3 separate regions of the Sus scrofa genome follow, and regions 2 and 3 are each linked to region 1. Evidence: chromatin contacts called from public HiChIP or PLAC-seq data. All regions are on one chromosome and are shown on one strand. Each heading gives the region's core, a stretch centred on a gene start, on an enhancer-like site or on the middle of the called end of the contact. The rest is flanking DNA. Distances are from core to core; before and after follow the strand shown. Region 1 holds the start of BLMH (bleomycin hydrolase). Region 2 holds the start of GOSR1 (Golgi SNAP receptor complex member 1). Region 3 holds the start of NSRP1 (nuclear speckle splicing regulatory protein 1).

The links. HiChIP or PLAC-seq counts read pairs in DNA pulled down with a chosen protein or histone mark.
Region 2: a contact with region 1 is called in an H3K27ac HiChIP or PLAC-seq map of alveolar macrophages. The contact joins the promoter of GOSR1 here to the promoter of BLMH in region 1. A contact is called at or near these places in 1 of 5 promoter capture datasets (liver), 1 of 47 Hi-C or Micro-C datasets (embryonic fibroblasts) and 1 of 2 datasets of contacts at active chromatin or transcription factors (alveolar macrophages).
Region 3: a contact with region 1 is called in an H3K27ac HiChIP or PLAC-seq map of skeletal muscle, with 3 times the contacts expected there. The contact joins the promoter of NSRP1 here to the promoter of BLMH in region 1. A contact is called at or near these places in 2 of 2 datasets of contacts at active chromatin or transcription factors (alveolar macrophages and skeletal muscle).

The regions. Positions count from the first base shown.
Region 1 is chr12:46,390,610-46,394,892 of Sscrofa11.1, forward strand. It overlaps BLMH (bleomycin hydrolase), which reads right to left and starts at 3,033. Exons shown (of 13, transcript XM_021067523.1): 1 at 2,499-3,033; 2 at 1,976-2,173. The coding sequence starts at 2,511. It overlaps LOC106505486 (a long non-coding RNA gene), which reads left to right and starts at 3,033. Exons shown (of 3, transcript XR_002337293.1): 1 at 3,033-3,535.
Region 2 is chr12:46,539,032-46,543,499 of Sscrofa11.1, forward strand. GOSR1 (Golgi SNAP receptor complex member 1) reads left to right here and starts at 2,093. Exons shown (of 9, transcript XM_003131787.5): 1 at 2,093-2,249. The coding sequence starts at 2,219.
Region 3 is chr12:46,209,094-46,214,042 of Sscrofa11.1, forward strand. NSRP1 (nuclear speckle splicing regulatory protein 1) reads left to right here and starts at 2,109. Exons shown (of 7, transcript XM_003131784.6): 1 at 2,109-2,209; 2 at 3,414-3,507. The coding sequence starts at 2,190. It overlaps MIR423 (microRNA 423), which reads left to right and starts at 2,432; the gene lies at 2,432-2,511.

The sequences.
Region 1 (4,283 bases), core at 1,783-4,282:
CACAGCAATATTTTGAATCCATGCATGATCCTGTCCCTGAAGATGTTATGCCACAGCTATTCAATCATTCTTCATTTGTCCTGTAAGTAGATAATGTCACCATCTCCTATACTGACTTAAGTGATCTTTAGAAGGCCCACTTACAATGCTATCCAACATTTTCAGGTAAAGTCATGTCCTAGAAACATACTGTGATCAAATTTTTTGCTGTTTTAAAAACCTCATTCAATCAAATGATCTCTATAAGCATCCAAAACCAGCACAGACTGAGGTCATTTCAGAGTAATTAATGTCTTTGTCAAATTATTCTTTACTTCAAGTTAAATTAACTGAGAATGCTCAGTATCAAACAGAAACTGTCTCTTTTCTGAAGGAAGATTCAGAGGATAAAAACTTAAGACTTTTATTTGGGCATAACTTTTCTATTGATATGAAAGTATGTTCACAATATATTGGTGAGAAAGGTAAATAGATTACCTAACAATATGTAAAGTATCCACTCATATTAAAGACACAAAGAATAAAGACCTGAGAGAAAAATATTTACTTCTTGGTATTTTGCACACATTCTACACTGAACAACAGTAATCTTATAACAAGAAAAAATAATTAAAAATAAGAACTACAAACAGTGTTTTTCAAAAGTCACTAACGACTTAGTATAGCTCCTCTTTACCTCAAGTTTATCTGTATACCTCTCCCCACACACAGTGTTATTTCCCGGTGAGGAAATCTGGATAAACTGTTAATGCAAAAACTGCCTGAAAATAAACACAGCTCATGTGCTATCTGTATCTTCTGTAAATAAAGCGACACTTCAGATTATGTAAGACCTGATCTGTTCCAGATGAACATTTCTTGGCCTCTCGCTAAGAGGCCACTGCAGTCTAAATCATGTAGGACCACCATGACACTGTAACTTAATAACCTGGATCATGTGTAGCCTGATGGTCCACACACCCCAAGCACTTTCTACTATGGCAAAACATTAATTATTGCAAGGTCATAAATTCTTTCTTAAAATTTAAAAATGTACTTTACTAAGGTATAATTTACATACAATAAAATATATCCATGTTATAAATGTACACTTTGAGTTCTGACTGGCTTCAAGCAAGCACTGATCGGCTTTCTGTCAAAATTAATAGACTGGGAGTAGTTTCAAGACTTCAGGAGTTCTCTGGTGGCTCAGCAGATTGAGGACCCGGCACTGTCACTGCCACGGTGCGGGTTCAATCCCTGGCCCCAGAACTTCCACATGCTGCAGGTATGGCCAAAAACTACTTAACTAAATCAATAAAATGGACAGACTTTAAAAACTCCTTTTAGTACAATTCTGTTGTGAGAATGTTCTCCTTATTCCTGGATAACCCATCTTTCACTATAGCTGTTCTTCTGTTTTCTAGTGGTACTAGAGAGCAAAACAAGGGCCTGTGACCACAAGGCATGAGAAATGAATATTCTTCTGTATTACAAACCCGTCTGTTGGTGGGAAGTGAGCCCATTAGCACACAGGCATATTTAAACATAACATCTGATGACATATTGATGCTATTTCTTGGTGTCTTTTCCATCCCATACATTTGCCCATGACTTTCAGGGCAACATGGGGGAGTCCACTAGGGTATGAATATTTCTGTATGGTTTGTTCTGTACCAAGAACATGTATCACAAAGACATGGGGCTGCAATCACACAACTTCAAAAAGAACATACTGCATTGCATTCAGTCAAATGACCGTGGACTAGTCAGTCACTCTAGTGCTCAAATTACACTAAGAAGCACGGAGCACCAAAACAAGTCACAAGGTAATGTTCTTGATCCTGCCTGTACCTGTGGCTGCTCTCTAAGAACTTACCACAGGTTCTTTCAATCCAAAACTCTGCTTCCCCTAAGGCCATTCTTAACTAAGACACCACAAAGGGAGGCTGTCAAGAAAGTCAAGGCAAGTGTGCAAGAAGTCTGAAGCTCTCACCTGAGCTCTTCTGGTTGGTGACTGGCTTGCCCTCCTGATGCACCGTGTGCTGGAACACATGCTGAGTACCCTGGACCGTGGCCCTCTTCAGACAGATGTCCAGCAGATCGTGGGTGGTGCCGACATTCTGGGCCAGTACGAACTGGGGGTCGGAATTCAGTTTCTGAAGCAGAGCAGCTACCTTCTCCGAATTCAGTCCTGCTCGGAAGACCCAAAGGGATTATAACATCAAAAAGAGGCTGAGGAGACTGTGCGGGACTCCCACACTCCGGCTCTAACTTGGTAAGAGCATCCTGAGGTGACCACAGCAAGAGAGAAGCCCTTCACCGGGGTCCTAGCCCAAGATGCTGCCTTCCTCCGGGCCGCTCCAGCCCGCCCAGAAAGCTCCATCCCCGCCATCGCCCCCGGCCCCAGCCCCGGCCCTTCCCCGCCGCCGGGCCTATGGGGCGCAGCTGAGCCCCCAGAGGGCAGCCGGCAGAGCCTCGGCGTGGAAGAGCCTCGGCGTGGAAGAGCGGCGCCTCACCTGCTTCGTTCATGGCGCCCACGCTGCCTGGCCGGGGAACGGTAGTTTCGGGGTCCTCAGACAAGAGCCGGACAGCAGAGCGACTCGCTAACCCAAGCGGCTGGACCAGCCTCTCGCACCCGGGGCGCCGGAAAGAGGAAACCGGCTCGGTGGCGGCGGAGGGCTGAGGGCGAGGGAAACGGGGTCCGCGGAGGGACAAAACTCCCCCCACGCGTTGCTGAGTCAGCGCCGTCGGGGCTGGCCCCGCCCGGGGGAGGGCCGAGGGGGCGGGCCCGCCGAGGCGCCCGGGGCCGCCTGCGCCCCCCTCACCCCGCCCGGAGCGGCTTCCCTCCTGGCTCCCGCCCACGCCGCTGCCGCCTTCCTCAGCTCCCCGCTGCAGCGCCTCCGTCCGCGTGGCGCGGGCGTCCTCCGCAAGCCGTGATGACGCTCCCAGGCCACCGGGGCGCCCTCCGGGGACCAAGCGGGAACCCGAAGGCGTCCTGTGCTGGGCCCCGAGGCTGAATACGCTAGTCTGTGGACTTGACCCTGTAAAGCCTTTTCAGAAGCCATGAGGGGGCTCCAGGCCGTACAGCGGCGTGAAAGGCCGCAAAATTAAGCCCCTGACTTAGGATAGGTTGACTGGTCACAAAAAGATGAACCCAAGGGCTCTTCTGATACGCGTCCTGTGCCTACCAGTCACTGCACTTTTTTTTTTTTTTCATTTCTTAAAATTGTATTCACCTATAGTTGATTCACAAGGTTGTGCTATTTTCTGCTGTACAGCAAAGTATTTTTTTTTCATTTTTTTAAAGTTTTATTGAAGTATAGTTGATTTAAGATGTCAGTCACTGCACTTTCAATGGCCACTTGTTGCTAGAATTCTAGACATCGCTCACTTTCAGTGGCAACTTGTTGGGATTCTAGTCAGAACCAAGTTTTTGTGTTTGGAGGCGATTGGGAATCAAGCTTGTTCTTACCCACTCAGAAGCTACCACGGTTCTACAAATATGCAATTACCCATTTCAAGGAAGTTAGCCATCCTGGGCTTTATGAAGTAGGTGAGTGTTTCTTACCTAGACCGGGGTTTAACTAAGGGAAATGACAGAAGTCAGTCTTGTACACCCAGACTGTTTTGCTCATGCCTCTGCAAAACCTGCAAATGAGAGGCATCCCCCTTCTCAGGCTTTCAGGATAACTCAGACATTTAGTCAGGTTTTGAGATAGTGAAGCCTTTTTATATTGTTTTTCACGCTCTGAAATCTCAAACCTTACAGGGATATTGGGGTGGGACCCACAGGTGATAACTGCCTACTGCTGAAAAGTCTGATTCTGCTACTTGGAACAGTGAGAGTCTTCTGTGGAACCTATAATCTAGGTCCTAGATTGAAAATAATCTCTGGTTCTAAAGACTCTAGTATCTGGAAAAATCCATACTCAGACACCAGTTAGTCTTTTTAGAAATCACAGTTACTTTGTCCCTATAGAGAAACCTAACTGAAGTTTGGGGATATGTCATAGAAACTTTCTCCAGCAGGGCCCATCAGTTGTCCCATTCTGAGATTTTTCTTATGTCTGAAGAAAAGGAACAGGCTAAAAGTTATGCTGAAAGAAATCCTTGGTCCTTTCATAAAATAATGTTCAAGCATCTGCCCAATTCAACTCATGAAATTTTATTCAGTGTCTACCATGTAAGGGCACTGGACAAGCTGCTGATGATCCGGAGACCAGCAAGCTTAAATTTGCCCTTAAGAAACAGACAGTGTAGTGGGAAAAATGGGATACAGCTTTTAGACTATACTAACATAC
Region 2 (4,468 bases), core at 843-3,342, 150 kb after region 1:
CTCCCAACACTAGTTGGGTTCGTTACCACTGAGCCACAAAGGGGACTTCCAGGGTACAAATTTAAAACCACTCATTATACCAAGAACCCAGAGATTTTCAGCTTGAACAAAAAGAAACAACAAACACCAACATCAAAATGAAACACCCATTGGAATTGTCTGACAAGGATATAATAAAAACATTTCAATGAGCAATTACAAAAAAATCTTAGAACAAATGATAAAAAGAGTCTTGGGAAAGAAATGCAAAGTCTCAGCAAATAAATAGAAGAGATAATGAGGGAGTTCCCGTCGTGGCGCAGTGGTTGACGAATCCGACTAGGAACCATAAGGTTGCGGGTTGATCCCTGCCCTTGCTCAGTGGGTTAATGATCCGGCGTTGCTGTGAGCTGTGGTGTAGGTTGCAGACACGGCTCGGATCCGCGTTACTGTAGCTCTGGCGTAGGCCAGTGGCTACAGCTCCGATTCAACCCCTAGCCTGGGAACCTCCATATGCCGCGAGAGCAGCCCAAGAAATAGCAACAACAACAACAACGATAACAACAACAACAACAAAAGACAAAAAAATAAAATAAAAAAAAGAAGAGATAATGAGGAACCAAATGGATATTTTTAATCTGAAAAATACAATAATTAAAAACTCAGTGAATGGGCTTGACAGCAGAATGGAGGGGACAGAGGAAAGACACGCCTATCAATGAACTTGAAGACAGAACAGTAGAAATTACCAATCTAAAGAATAGAAAATAGACTGAACAAATTAGTAGTGCCTTAGGGATATGTAGGACTATAACAAAAAGATTTAACATTCACATCATCGGAGTCCCAAGAGAAGAATAACAGGATAGAGGCAGAAAAAGTATTAGAAGAAGTAATCTCTGAAAATCTTTCCCAAATGTGTCAAAAGACATAAACCTAAGATTCAAGAAGCTGAGAAAATCCCAAACAGTATAAAACCAAAGAAATCTATGCTAAAACACACCATAATCAACTTTCTGAAAACTAAAAAAAAAAAAAAAAAAAAAGTTTTTAAAGCAGAGAGAACGATCTCTTAGCTATAATGGAAAAACAATTCAATTTCTCATTAGAACTTGTAGAAGCAGGAAGGAATTAGCCCACTTTTCAAGTGCTGAAAAAAAGAAACTGTCAACCCCAGATTCTATATCCGGCAATAATATTTTTCAGGAAGGAAAGGGAAATCAAGACATCTCAGATGAAGAAAAAATAATAGAATTTGTCTCCAGCTGATCTACTCTTTTAACAAATGGCTAAAGGAAGTTCTTGAAACAGAAAGAAAATGATAAAAAAGGAATCTTGGAACATCAGGGAGGAAGAAAGAAAAATTGGAAGAGTAAAAAAAAATGTATCAGTAACACAAAATATGGCTTTCCTTCTTTTAAAATCTATGTTTGACAGTCAAAGCAAAGATTATAATATTATATGATGTGGTTCTCAGGGAACATAGGGGAAATATTAAAGACAACTATAAATGGTAGTGAATAAAGGCGCAGGTGTGATTTTAAAAACTTTGCAGGAGGAAAGGGTTCTACACTTCACCAGAACTAGCGAAAAATGGACACAAGTAGGTTGGGATAATTTATCTGTCTATAAAGGGTGGCTCTGGACAGCTGATTTTAGCAGGTTGAGGGGTCAAGATGAGGAACGTTGAAGCAGTTAGAATATGCTTCATATATTTGTTGGCTAGAAAGGAAAGAGGGCTGGGACTCCTAGACAGAGGAAAAGGCGGCCAGTGGAGAAGAGGGCATAAGTTAGAAACGCGGGATAGCGGAGCACAGGGGGAGGTAGGATGAAGAGGTTGGTCGTGGGAAGAAAAGAGCCTTTGGCCCCGAAAAAAAGAGGCTGGCTGAAGGTACACATTTGAGAGAAGGTGAACAAAACAGGTAGTTGCGTCTAAGGATAACGTTCTTCTCAGCCTAGAAGGTACCTGCTAAAGAGAGAATTAGTCCAGCTGAGGGTGAGTATGCCAGTTTCGGGCGCGGAGAGCGGATGTGAACACCAGAAAGATGTCAGGGAGCGTCAAATTCTAAACATGGGTTTTCAGAAAGGTGTAAAATAATGAATTGACCGCCAGGTGGCGGTGTCTCTGGAGGCTCACGTATCCCATCGGCCCTGGCGCCAGGCGGAAGAAGGCGTGGAGGTGACTCTCTGGCTCGCATCGCCTCCGCTCTCCTATCCCGCCTGACGTTGGACAACAAAGATGGCGGCAGGAACCAGCAATTACTGGGAAGGTGAGTGGAGACCTCGGTTAGTCTCGCTGAGACGCAGAGGGACTGAGTGAAGACAGGTCTTGAGGGACGCTGCAGAGAGAAGAGCCTGGCTTCTGGAGCGCCCGAGCTGAGGGGTGGGGCTGGTCTAGTGGGTACCCCTGGGCCTGGGGGCTCTAGAGACCGTATGGTCTGGGGAGGGGGCTGCCCTGAGCGGCAGCCGGACCTGGAGCAGTGGTTGGGCGGAGAGAGCTGAGCCGGGACCGAGAGGAAGAAGGCCTGAGTCGCCGGAGGAAAGCTGGGTTGAGGGGGTAGCAGAACTCGAACGAGGGATTTGGAGTATGAACTCTGGGAGGAAACGAGGGTTGAGCGAGAATATCCCGAGCCCAGGAGGCTGGAGGAGTCAGCGCCTTAGAGTCACTGTTGGATAATTGAGTAGGAAAAGAGAAAGGAGGAACTTGTCAGGCCGGTCCATCGAAGGAAGCTGTGTGAGCGGAATGTCTTCCTCCTTGGCAGCTTCAGGCTGGGACTTCGAGGACTGGGTGTCGAGTCGCATTGGAAGGCAGAGGAAATAACCACCCTCCGTTCTGGAGATCGGTTTTGTTAAAAAGAGAAAGTTGAGAGAACCAGTGTGACTTGTAATTATTGCATTTAATTATAATTATTGCACTATTGCTGTATCTCTTCTATCAAAAAGCATCGCGTGATTTGACCAGTACGTTTATTTAATTCCTGAAATTACGGTTCGATAAAGTAAGTTCATGTAAAACTCGTTCCTGGACCATGATGATGAACAAAGATCAGAAAAGGCGCACCTTTTTCTTTCAGTTGTCTCTGCTTTACTGCAAAATAGAACTCTTTTGAATCCTTTTCCATTTTAACCAGTTTCCTCTTGCTACCCACTGAAACCTCTGGAAACCACCACAAATGGCAGTATTGTCACTGTCGGCCACTTAATCTAAAATAGTTAATTCTGAGTTCATCCATACCTGCTCGTCATACTTTGAGAATGCTTTTACTTGACGTTTTCTGCTAGAGAAGACAGTTCCTGATTACAGAGAAGCATGCTTATAGTTTAAAACGTATTAAAAGGCTTATTTGAAATGTGTATGTGCTAGCTAGAAAATACTTTAAAATTATGTAGAAGTGTCTGTTGGTTAGCTTTAGTATAAGTCGTTGGGCTGACTTTTTGGAAGTGTCATGCTAAAGGAATTATAGCAGCTTATTGACAGTCTACTCTGTGCCAGGTGCTTTAAGCACATGATTACTAACGCATAGGAAAACCCTGAAGGTAGGGGTTTGAAAAGCAAAAAGCAGAGATTCATAGGTTAAGTAGATTGTGAATAAATCTCAGAGCCAGTTCTTAGAACCTCAGAACTTCAGGCTGAGCTGAGATTCTGAGGTTTGATCTCTTGGAGAATGTGCTCCACTGTATTTCCTGCGCGCTGCTTCGTGCTTCTTGTTGCTGATGATATTATTGGAATAGTGTTTAATATTCCTTATCCCTGAAAGGTGAGATCTTTATGCTATGCCTTCAGTATTTCAGCCCTTTTATTTTGACTTCTGCTTCACCGTGAATGAGAGTACACACATCTAGATATGTGTTAACAGACTGGCTTCACTCAGCCACCTAGATGCCAAACTATTATTACACCAGTTCCTCTGCATGCTTGTTTGCTTCTCTTCTTTTAAAACTTAGGTTCTTATTTCTGTCATATTTGACTTTGTTGGAGTACATTGTTTACTGTTAAATTTAGCCTCTCCAAATATCTTTCAGCAAGCTTTTTCTTTTCTTTTTCTTTTTTTTTTTTTTTTGGCCACCTTAACAGCGTATGGAAGTTCCCGGGCCAGGGGTCGAATCTGAGCCACAGCTATGACCTGTACCACAGCTGTGGCAGTACCAGATCCCACCATGCCAGGACGGGTTTCAAACCCATGCTGCCACAGAGACAATGCCAGATCCCTCACCTGCTGCACCACAGCAGGAACTCCTTAGCAAGCTTATTGAAAAACAATTTTTAAAATCTTTGTCAATGATTATTTTTCTTTACACTCACTTACTCACTCTACTATTAACAATTTCATGGAGTTCCCGTCGTGGCGCAGTGACTAACGAATCCGACTAGGAACCATGAGGTTGCGGTTCGATCCCTGGCCTTGCTCAGTGGGTTAAGGATCCAGCATTGCCGTGAGCTGTGGTGTAGGTTGCAGATGTGGCTCGGATCCTGTGTTGTTGTGGCTCT
Region 3 (4,949 bases), core at 859-3,358, 180 kb before region 1:
GTTTAAAAAAGATGGTTACATGAAATAGAAATCTGGTTCTACACAAAGCAATGGAGATGCTGGAAGTGGTAAATATGTGGGTAAACATGCTTTTTACATTGACCTATTTATTATATAATAAGGAATATGATAAAACATACATATAAACAACTAGAGATACACAGGTGGCGTCAGGAATGGCACTTCTGTCCTCAGGAAGTTGGGGTGCACCACTCTCCCCGCATGTGGATGAGTTCACCAACCTGGAAGCCCTCAGAATTCCATGCTTTGGGGTTTTTTTATGTAGGCATGATCAATCCTTAATTTGGTTTAAAACCTCTCTCTCCTTCCCTGAAGATGGGGGTTGGGTAGAAAGTTCCAAACTCCTAATCATGGCATGGTCTCTCTGGTGATGAGCCCCCACCCTGAGACTATCCAGAAGACCACCCAGAGTTACCTCATTGGAACAAAATACATCAGGAACCAGGGTGGAAGATCAAATATCAGAACAAAAATTTTTCTCAGTGCTCTTGTAACTCACAATGGTTTTAGCAGCTCTGCCCAAGGAACCAGGGGCAGAAACCAATATATATGTATATATATGTATTTCACTGTTCCCTAAGCAGATTTCATATTTGGCTTGTATCTGGTCCTGCCCTAATCACTTTGGGGAGAAAATATCCAGCACATTCCTATATGCAAAACTATGTAATACATCCCAGCATTAATTCATTCAGAAGAGTGGATCTTAAAATGTGTAGGTCCTTTAAACCCTTTTGGGATTTTCCAGGTCAAAACTATCTTTCTAACAATACTAGGACATTATTTGCTTTTTTCACTCTTATCCTCACACCAGAGTACAATAAAGCTTTTCAGAGGCTTCATGATGTGTGATGATGTCATCACTCTGACAGCTAACTGAATGTGTGCTTATGGATTCTTTTTAATTTGATCTTTTTTTCTTTCAGTTTTATTGAGACATAATTAACATACGGTGCTGTATAAGTTTATGGTGTAGAGCATAATAAATTGACATATATATCATGAAATTATTACAATAAATTTAGTGAACATCCATTATTTCATATAGATACAAAAGAAAAAAAATTTTCCTCACGATGAGAATTTAGGATTTATCTCTTAACTTTCATTGCATTGTAGCAGCTGCAGCTCGGATTCAATCCCTGGCCAGGCAAACTTACATATGCATGGATGCAGCCATAAAATTAAAAAAAATAAAAAAGGATAGGAAAAGATATACTATGCTAACAATCAGTGGTTATATTAATATCAGGTAAGATAAATAAAAATAAAAGAATAAAGAGAATCATTTTTTAATAGTATGGGGTCAATATAAGAGGATATAACAAGCCTAAATATTTATACATCTAATAACAGAACTTCAAAATACACGAAACAAGACCTGACAGAAGTAAAAGGAGAAACAGACAAATCCACAATTATAGTTGGAGATTTTAACATCTTCTGTCAGGTAATTCCTGTTGGTAATTCAAGAGATCTTTTTCACTTGCTGTATGACTAGTTTGGAATGGGCCAAAAGTGAGTAGGTGCACAGGTGAAACGCGTGCCTAGAATTTTTTTAAAAGTATCATAGAAGACTTTAATCCTATACCCACCCAGTAGTACCATGGTATTGTTATTAATCATTTCTGTCCGAATATGAGATACTTAGCATAAGGATTTTGATCTTCTGCAAATTATCCTGAGCCAGATATACGCAAACGGAATATCTCAGGGGAAAAAAAAAATCCATAGCCTAGGGCAGTGGTTTTCAAACCAGAGTGTCAGAATTAGCTCGAGGGCTCCTTAAAATTCAGATTGCTGGGCCCCATCCCAGAGTTTCTGATTTGGTAGGTGTGAAATAGGGTGGGAAATTTTGCATTTCTAACAAATTCCTGGATGGTGCCAATGCTGCTGGCCCCAGGACCACACTCTGGGAATCACTGGCCTAGAATTTTGTCATTCCTTTCTTCCCACCGGTGTGGAGGCAGTCCCTCGGTTTTCAAACAATGCCGAAAGCCAAGCCCGAACAACCTGGCACCCAGCTGCACCAAGCAATTGAAAATACGAACCCAGCGGGTAGGCGGGTTCCAGGCCGCCTAAGGCCGCGCGAGAGTTCACGTAACGACGCTCTTACCTGCGTCAGCGTCACGTCGGCGTCGGCCACGTTCAGCGGAGACGGGAGCAAGATGGCGATTCCGGGCAGGCAGTGAGTGATCCGGGAGTTAGGGTTAGGCTGGGAAGTGAGACACCACGGCGACTGTGACTTTGGCCGAGGAGTAAAAATGCGCTGGAAGTGAAGGGGCTGTGTCGTCAGGGATAGAGACGGGGAAAAGCGAGAAATTCTGAGGAACATATATTCCCATCCCCCCCCACATTTTCCAGGATGGAAGCCCGAAGTTTGAGGGAGAAACTTGTGAGGAAATAAAGAAAGTTAGGCTGAGGGGCAGAGAGCGAGACTTTTCTATTTTCCAAAAGCTCGGTCTGAGGCCCCTCAGTCTTGCTTCCTACCCCGCGCTTGAGTTTCTCCCCGGTTGGATGCTTTCAGGGGTAATGAGAAGAGACAATTCCTGGCTTTCTTATAGGGCCTTGTTCTCCTTGGCAACTCAAGTTCTGATTCCCGCCCTCCCTTCTCGGTTTAGGAATGTTGTGCTGAGAAGCCACAGAAAAGGGTAGGCATATAGGAAATTGGGGCATATATTGCCGCAAAAGAGAAATGTTATATCTTCTTGCAAGTTTTACTTTTGATGTACAATCCTCAATTTGGATACGGCTTCCCGTGGTTTCTGTATCTTAAAGGCCAACGTGAGAAACTAAATGAGTTGTATCTGATGGGATGGTACTTTCAGGTGCTCCAAGACAAAGCAAGTGGGCTTAATAAAGGGTAATGGGAATTTGCCCATGGCTGTTTGGGTTTCTCAGTTAATGTAACCTTCAAAAGTTTTTCCATGGGTGACATTAACCTTTATCCAATAACTTCTTTAAAATTGTGTGAGCACTCAGTAGGGGAGAAAATAATTTTTTTTCTTTACTCTTGTTAGACCACGAGGATACTTTAGAGTGTTTTTCTTTGTAGTGGACATCAGCTGAGCTTTCCACTAACATGTTCTTTTTAAAATCTTACTATCATTTCACCATATAAAACATTTCTGAACTCTTCATTCACTTCTTTGGTTAAAATGGTATTTTGATTTTGGCCGGTGACCACAAGTAATCATTTAGAGTAATAATTATAAAATCTTAGCGCATATTAGAACTCTGAGATGGTTGAAAATGAGAACCAGTGTTATATGTTCCTAGACTATATAACATGTTTTGACTTGGTAGTTACATCTGAAAGAGATAGTGGATGTATTATTTTTTAAAGTTTAAACATAATGGTGTAATTTCTATTTTAAAAAAAATATATGCAGGTATGGGCTTATTTTGCCAAAGAAAGCACAGCAGTTGCACCCTGTTTTGCAAAAACCTTCAGTGTTTGGGAATGATTCTGATGATGATGATGAGGTAAGGGAACCTATGTTTTTCTACCGCATTGTTGGAAATATATATTTTTTTAAAAAATTGAACTTGTGAATTTGATGTCTTTGCTTGCTTTAGTTGTCAATACAGTATATCTAGAATATTATTTACACAATTATCAAAAATAATATTTAAAGAAGAAAGCACTGTTTTTTTTGATACATGAATAATTAAGAGATTTTCTTTTCTGAAGCTAAGAATTTATTTATAAGCAGTTATACAAAGTACTTTCAGATAACTAATGTTGATATAACAAAATTGTTGGTGTAAAGATCCCTGGAAATGAGCTATTAAGATGTTGCCAATTTCCTAGAATTTTTATTAGCAGAGAGGTTTCTTTTGAGACTACTTTTGTGGTTATGCAGTGTCTACTAAATGTAATTCCTCAGTTGGAATTATGATAGTTTATGAAGTTAGCATGGCTAGCACTATAAGAACAGCTAATAATGAACATTTTATTTTTCAGTAGCCAAAACAGTGTTTTCCTATGAAGCCCACAATTAAGCAATTTATAAAGCCCCCAAATGTGTGCTTTTTTAATACTTTAGTCATTTTCTGTATTTCTGAAAGAGCTTTCTATCAATTAATATGGTACTTCCTTTGCTCTGACAAAAAATAGGTTCTCTTCCAGTTTTTACTAATTATATAATACCATAGTTTGGTAATTGAACATCTTTGATCCTTTGCTTTTTTCATTCTGACGAAGAAATAGACTCCAGATGGCTTACCTTCGTAAAAGTTGAGGTATAATTTATGTATAATGAAACCATGGATTTTAAGTGTAGTTTGATGACTGGAGAAATATATATGTCCCAGTCAAGATGTAGAACATTTCCCACTCCCTTGACAGTTCTTACGCACCCCCTTGCAAATAGTTTACATTCTGCCCAAGACAACTTTCTCATTGTGGTTTTGATTTGCAGTGATGGCCAGTGATGCATCATCTTTAGAGAAATGTCTCTTCATATCATTTACCTATTTTTTTGTGTTTGTCATTTGTTATAAGATTTCTTTATATATTCTAGATACAAGTCGCTTATTATAATTTTCAAATATATTTCTCCTATAGTTTGCCTTTTCATTTTCTTGGTATGTCCTTTGAAGCACAAAAGTTCAGTTTTGAGGAAGTCCAGTTTTTTTTTTTCCCTTAAATTGCATTGTATAATCCAAAGTCATGAAGATTTATATATATATGTTTTCTTTTAAGAATTTTGTAGTTATGGAGTTCCCGTCGTGGCACAATGGTTAACAAATCCGACTAGGAACCATGAGGTTGCGGGTTCGGTCCCTGCCCTTGCTCAGTGGGTTAATGATCTGGCGTTGCTGTGAGCTGTGGTGTAGGTTGCAGACGTGGCTCGGATCCAGCGTTGCTGTGGCTCTGGTGTAGGCCGGTGGCTACAGCTCCGATTGGACCCCTAGCCTGGGAA